Linked DNA regions of Mus musculus: region 1 is linked to region 2. A link is a contact called in public Micro-C data. All regions are on one chromosome and are shown on one strand. Each heading gives the region's core, a stretch centred on a gene start, on an enhancer-like site or on the middle of the called end of the contact. The rest is flanking DNA. Distances are from core to core; before and after follow the strand shown. Region 1 holds the start of Trim25 (tripartite motif-containing 25). Region 2 holds the start of C030037D09Rik (RIKEN cDNA C030037D09 gene).

Evidence for each region. A called contact is a pair of places that touch in the nucleus more often than the background predicts.
Region 1: a contact with region 2 is called in a Micro-C map of embryonic stem cells, with 1.8 times the contacts expected there. The contact joins the promoter of Trim25 here to the promoter of C030037D09Rik in region 2. A contact is called at or near these places in 1 of 484 Hi-C or Micro-C datasets (embryonic stem cells), 1 of 115 datasets of contacts at active chromatin or transcription factors (pancreatic cancer cells) and 2 of 9 other capture datasets (adipose tissue and liver).

The regions. Positions count from the first base shown.
Region 1 is chr11:88,997,571-89,000,958 of GRCm38.p6, forward strand. Trim25 (tripartite motif-containing 25) reads left to right here and starts at 1,833. Exons shown (of 9, transcript NM_009546.2): 1 at 1,833-2,512. The coding sequence starts at 1,919. It overlaps Gm11496 (a long non-coding RNA gene), which reads right to left and starts at 1,866. Exons shown (of 3, transcript XR_388949.3): 1 at 1,649-1,866.
Region 2 is chr11:88,716,962-88,719,957 of GRCm38.p6, forward strand. C030037D09Rik (RIKEN cDNA C030037D09 gene) reads left to right here and starts at 1,682. Exons shown (of 4, transcript NR_038058.1): 1 at 1,682-2,056. Msi2 (musashi RNA-binding protein 2) reads right to left here and starts at 1,268. Exons shown (of 14, transcript NM_054043.3): 1 at 1,068-1,268; 2 at 744-784; 3 at 329-410. The coding sequence starts at 1,129.

The sequences.
Region 1 (3,388 bases), core at 583-3,082, 280 kb after region 2:
GGCTGGAGAGATGACTCAGCAGTTAAGAGCACTGACTGCTCTTCCAGAGGTCCTGAGTTCAATTCCCAGCAACCACATGGTGGCTCACAACCATCCGTAATGGGATATAATACCCCTCTTATGGTTTGTCTGAAGACAGCTACAATGTACATAATATAAATAAATCTTTTTTTAAAAAATACTGTATGTGCACATATAAGAGAGAAAACATTTGTTAAATTTGGGAGTCCCCAAATCCCAAGTGAGTAAAAATTTCTCTTTTTTTTTTTTTCAGTATTGAAAATTGCTAGGCAAAGGACTTTACCACCAAGCTATATTCCCAGACCCTTATTACTTAAGTGAGGGTAGGGTGGGTTCTATGTAGCCCAGGCTGGCCTTGAATTTGAGTTCCTCCTGCTTCAGTCTCCCCAGAGAGAGTTCTGGGATAATAGGTGTGTCCCACCTCACCCAATTTAAAAGTATTATAACCAATCTGGCTTAGATGAAGAAATTCTTAAGAGACACTTGTGTCTCAATCTGTTACATTATTGAAACAGTGAACCCCAGAGAAATGGGAGTTTCCTTGGAATCTCATGCTGGGAGAGACCAGAGGGAGAATTTGTCTCCTGGGAAAAGATTTCACAGTTAGTACAGCTTGTGGGACAGAACAGCTTACCAAATGAGATTGAATCCCAGACAATGATGGGCCACTGGTAGGCTGGACCAGGTCTGGACTGGCACTTAGATACAAATATTTTTGCCTTCTGTTTTAACTCTGTTCTCACTTCAGAACGGGGAAGGTGGACTTGAGGGGTTTGCTGGGTCTCTTTTTTCTGTTTTCCTCTTTTAAGTAGGCTCATTTAATTGGCTTAAGGACCGGTGGCTGGAGCTGACTTGGGGCAAAAGTTGTGACACCCAACTTTTGTAATATTAGGTTTTGTTGTTGTTGTTTTAAAGATCATCTACCATAAAAGGAACACCAGATCTGAATGGATGACCATAGGGTCCTGCCTTTAGGGCTTGGGAGGAGATTTGTCAGAGCCCACCATCAGGAAAGAAGAGGGAGCTGCATACAAAGGCAGCACAGCTGGAGGGAAGGGGAAGGGAGGGGGAAGGGAAGGGGAAGGGAGGGGGAAGGGAAGGGGAAGGGAGGGGGAACGGAGCGGGAAGGGAAGGGGAAGACAGCCACAGTCCATAGAATTGTGTTTTGTTTCTTTTCTTTTCCTTAAATTATTATGTGTATGTTATTGGGGGAGGGGGGTGTCAATTTTGTGCAGTCTTAACCAGGGTTTTAGTAATTGTGTTTAGGTCTCATATTCTGTTGTACAGCCATCTCCCCAACCCTATTTTTAGATGTTGAGACGGCCACTAACTCTCTAGCCCGGTCTGACATCGAACTCACGGCAATCCTGTTGCCTCAGCCTCCTAAGTGACTAAATTACGGGCACGAGCCACCAAGCTCTGGGTCAACAGTATTTTGTTCTGTTTGGCTTTGAGTTTTAATAAGACCGGTCCTGTTCTGGAGGGATGATTGGTGACACCTCGGGGACACAGATGAATGTTCTCCAAAGCTCTGCTGCACTGTGCTAGGACGTAGGCCCCGACCAGGAGGGTGGGAATATTCCAGCCCCTGCGACAATTCATCTGCAGAGTGCCTCTGAAACTGCACCTGGTAGCCCTTGGGTCGTGCGTCGCTCGGGTCCGCGGGGTGTGGAGAGCATCAGAGTTCCCCAGGTCCCATAATCACCTTTGGCTTCCAGCACCAGGAGGGAAGCCTCCCGCCCACTGTCCGGCCCCCAGGGACCCACGTGACTTCCTGAAGCCCCAGGGCGCCGCCCCTCCTGTTCAGTTTCGATTCCTTCCTCGCTGCTTCTTAAGTACCGCGCGGTAGGGTGCGCAGCTGTCCCTGCGCGTCACGTCGGGTGAGCCCACGAGCGCGATGGCGGAGCTGAATCCTCTGGCCGAGGAGCTGTCCTGCTCCGTCTGCCTGGAGCTCTTCAAGGAACCTGTCACCACTCCGTGCGGCCACAATTTCTGCATGTCATGCCTGGATGAGACGTGGGTCGTCCAGGGCCCGCCGTACCGATGCCCGCAATGTCGCAAAGTGTACCAGGTGCGCCCGCAGCTGCAAAAGAACACGGTAATGTGCGCGGTGGTGGAGCAGTTCCTGCAGGCCGAGCAGGCGCGGACCCCGGTGGACGACTGGACGCCTCCTGCCCGCTTCTCCGCCTCCAGCGCAGCCACCCAGGTGGCCTGCGACCACTGCCTGACGGAGATCGCAGTGAAGACGTGCCTCGTGTGCATGGCCTCTTTCTGCCAGGAGCACTTGAGGCCTCACTTCGACAGTCCGGCCTTCCAGGATCACCCCCTACAGTCGCCCATTCGTGACCTTCTGCGCCGCAAATGTACCCAGCACAACCGCCTTCGGGAATTGTTTTGTCCCGAGCATGGCGAGTGCATCTGCCATATCTGCTTGGTAGAGCACAAGACCTGCTCCCCTACGACCCTAAGTCAAGCCAGCGCCGACCTGGAGGTAGGGAGTGGCTGGTTGAGGGTATAGAGGACAGCTTGGATCAGCTGAATTGTGGAGAGGCCATCCTGGGTATCCCTGTAGTACAGTGGGTTGCTAGAGGAGATAGGCTTTGCTGGGCCAGAGATCCCATTCCTTCACAGACCTCATGGCCTTAGGCTCCGTGGGCCGCAGTCTGGGAGTTGGGCAGTAGGAAGCCATCCCCACAGACCAAACAAGTAGATTTTATATAGCCTCCCGCTCATCCATTATCGCCTGCCTTCTCCAGCCCTCTTAGTTCTATTTTACATAGAGCACAACGGAAGGCACAGGTAAGAGTGCCTGCCCCAAGTCTGTGTTTGTCCAGTGGAGTTCAGTAGTTTTGAATATTAACCAGGAACCCTGGGGGTTACCTCTCCAACCCCTTCAGATCCTGGCAGCACGAAAGGGCTGTGTCTGTTTAGTTCATTCCACAGCTCAGGGCTGTGTCTGTTTAGTTCAGGAAAACAGGCCCAGAGAAATTAGCTTAGCAGGAACCAGGCTGCTTTGAGTCACAGCTTCTGGTTTCCTTTTTCCCTGTAGACCACAGATCTGTTGAGTCCAGAGCATGGAGCAGTCTTGGAAGCTTGAGGTTAAGGGTAACAGAAGCCTCTGTTGAGGAGGGTGTGAATGGATAGTGAGTGTGAACACAGAGCCTCAGAAATCCCTGCTTGTGACTTTGGCACTGTGGTATAGCCCTTTTTTGGTTGTTTTTAAGACTGTCTCACTATGTAGTCTTAGCTGTTCTGGAGCTTGCTATATTGACCAGGCTGGCTTTGAACTCATGGAGACCTGCCTGCCTCTGCCTCCCAAGTGCTGAGACTAAACGCACGCGCTCAGTTGGTGTAGTCCATCTTGCTG
Region 2 (2,996 bases), core at 432-2,931:
GTGTGCAGAAGGCATACATTCAAATTTTTAAATTAAAAAAAAAAAAAAAACTATGTGGAAAGTGGGTGAACTGAATGTCATTTTAAACAAGAGAACAAGAAGCGACAGGAAAATGACTTCAAGCGGGAGAGATGGGCGTCTCTGAATCCAGAGTTCGGCCCTAATTAACAATAACCTTTGGGGTTATGGGGGGGGGGAGCGACGTTCCAACCAGCCACGCGCCTGAGCCCCATTCTAAATCCGCTTAGCTACTTCCGAAGACACCTCCAAAAATAAAACTAAAACTTTGTTCTAAAATAAAGGCAAAATCGAGAAGGGAATGCGTTACCTGGAGCGTTTCGTTGTGGGATCTCTCATGACCATACATTCTCTAATTTCTCCAAATTTGCTAAAATAGTCTCTAAGGCTATCTGTAGAGAGAGAGGGAGAGAGAGAGAGATGGGGGGGTGGGAGAAGGTGTGGAGGGGGGAGCAATGCAATTTTTTGATCAAGGACAAAAAGCAAAAGTAGTTTTCTGTTGTTATTCTGTTTTGTTTTTGCAATATTTTTGCACACGAGGGGGAAATTCAGCAACAGAGGTCGCGTAGAGGGCTCGGAAAGGATTTGCTATTTAAAAAAATAACCTTGCACAGGAGAAGTGGGGAGCCAATGGCGGGGTGGGGGGGCTCTTACACTGGGATAACAAAGAGCAATAAAGAAGCCAAGAAGGGGGGGACCCAGGCGTCCCCCCCTCCCTCCCTTACCTGGTGAGGTCTGCCAGCTCAGTCCACCGATAAACATTTTACTAGAGGGAGAAAACATAACCGAAGTGAGCACCGATGTCAGATCGGCCATTTTGACGTGTAACTTACAAAAGCTAAAAGGAAAGCTGGGGGGGAGCGGGCGAGCGCGAGCCTGGAGGTGGGCTGGGGGAGAAGGTGGCGGCCCCACGCCACCCCAAGGTGCGCGAGTGCCCCAAGGGTGCGCGCGGGGGCGCGGGGGGCGCGCGAATGCCCCGCTCCGCACCGTCGCCCGCACAGCCCCGAACGAGCCCGCGGCGGCGCGGTGGGCAGCGGCTGGAAACTTACCCGGGGTCGTGCTGGGAGTCGTTGGCGCTGCCCGAGGTGCCTGGGCTCCCATTTGCCTCCATAGCGGAGCCCCCCCGCCCCCCCACCCCCGACACACCGAGCCCCACAGCGAAGCGGAGCGCAGCGGCGGCCGGCTCCGAGCCCCAGATCTCCGTCCCTCCTCCCCCGCCTCCTCCCCCCGCCCGGCGGCTGCGAAGCTCCGCGAGCGCCGAGCCGGGCCAGCGGCGAGAGCCCGTCACACGTGGGCTCGGCTCAGCTCAGCCCCGCCGCCTCGCACACCCCCCGTCCCCGCCCCCCCGGCCCATCCCCACCTCTCCCCCTCCTCCTCCCCACCCCCATCTCCTCCTCCTCCTCCCCCTCCTCCCCGCGCACGTGGGGCGGAGTTCTAGAACGTCGTGTAACCAATGCGGTGACGTCACGCACCCCGTTCGGTCCCCCGCCTGTCCGCGCGCGCACACGCTCGGCCCCCCGCGGCAGCGGGACCCATCAGGGGCGGCGCGCGAGCCCCGCGACTCGAGTGGGGGGGTTGGCCACGCCAAGCAGGCGGGGAGACGGGAAGCGCACCCCGAGTCGGCTCAGATCACATGGGCTGGGTGTGGGGGAGGGGGAGGCGCGGGGAGCTCGGCCCGGGCTGTTCGCTGGGCCGGGAGGCGGCAGCGCCCCCGGGCCCCCCTAGTTCGGACTATTCATTCAAGTTCCTGGGGCCCTGCGCCCGATTCGGAGGTGGCACCCGCCGCCCTCCCTGCCTCTGTGCCCCCGTTTCCAGCCACCGCGCGGAAATTTAGGTCAAGGACGCCGGGAGCACACCCACACCCTGCGCTCCCAGGGCAGTCCTCGAGAACCCCGGGATCTGGGGGGCTTGCGGATGGAGGAGACCCTCCTGCACGAACACCAGCCACAAGTTTTATTTTCCCTTCGCGCGGCAAGTTCTCTGGCTCCCGCTCCACACTGGCACGTCCTGCACGGCTCCCCGCCCTTCCCCGCCAGAGGTACGGAGCCGTGCCCGCGAAGGTTATTTCGGAACTTTGAGAAACTGACGCGATAGATAACAGGGGGCGAGGAAGCAACCAGACAGGGCTTGCGCCTTACTCAGACCGCGATTTGAAAATATAATAAAGTGGGCTTGTAGGGGTCAAGGTCAAATGATTGGGGTTCAAAGCAAATGTTCATGGAGATTGAGTAGCAGTTTGGGAGTATCCCGAGGGTGGTTAAGATAGGTGCTTATTTCAGAAAATCCCTCGACCATTCATCCGTTATCTAATTTATTTATGTTTAAAGTTACTAGGGCTTCCTCTGTAAAGAGTGTAAGCGCCAGGAGTGAAATGGCTCTCTATCTCCCAAGACCTGCGGTAGGTCTTGGAGATAACAAAGCACCTTACCCCTAGTTTTTGGAACTAGGAGCCTCACAGATTCTGACACTTAGTAGGTGTTTGGTAAAAGTTCCCTTTCTCCCCTGGCAAAGTGTAAACTCCAAAGGATTGGTGACTGTAGCTTCCCGGGGGAATCGCACACTTCGTATTCCAGGCTGGCCAGATTCAGGCTGTATTCAATTTATGGAGTATTTAAAACAGTACGGATACAATTATCCTTATTGTTTTAAATTATTACAATAAACCAAGTTAATATGGCATGAGGGGCAACATAAAGTTGTGGTTCATCAAATCCCTGGGTTAATGTTAAGCATGCATTGATGCACAATTAACACTTTCCCATTAATTTTCATAGGATTAGGAGACAATGGAATTCACTCATCACCAAAACTATGCCGTGTCCATTGTGGGTTTGGAGACATTTGGAAAAATCTCAACACAGCCAAAGCTTTTGAGTGGTCAGACTGTCAATCTCTCTGTCCCCTAAACTGGGGTAGTGCCTCTCTGACAGCATGGATGGGCGGAGCATTTGTAGTGAACAATGTAACAATGTCAAAGT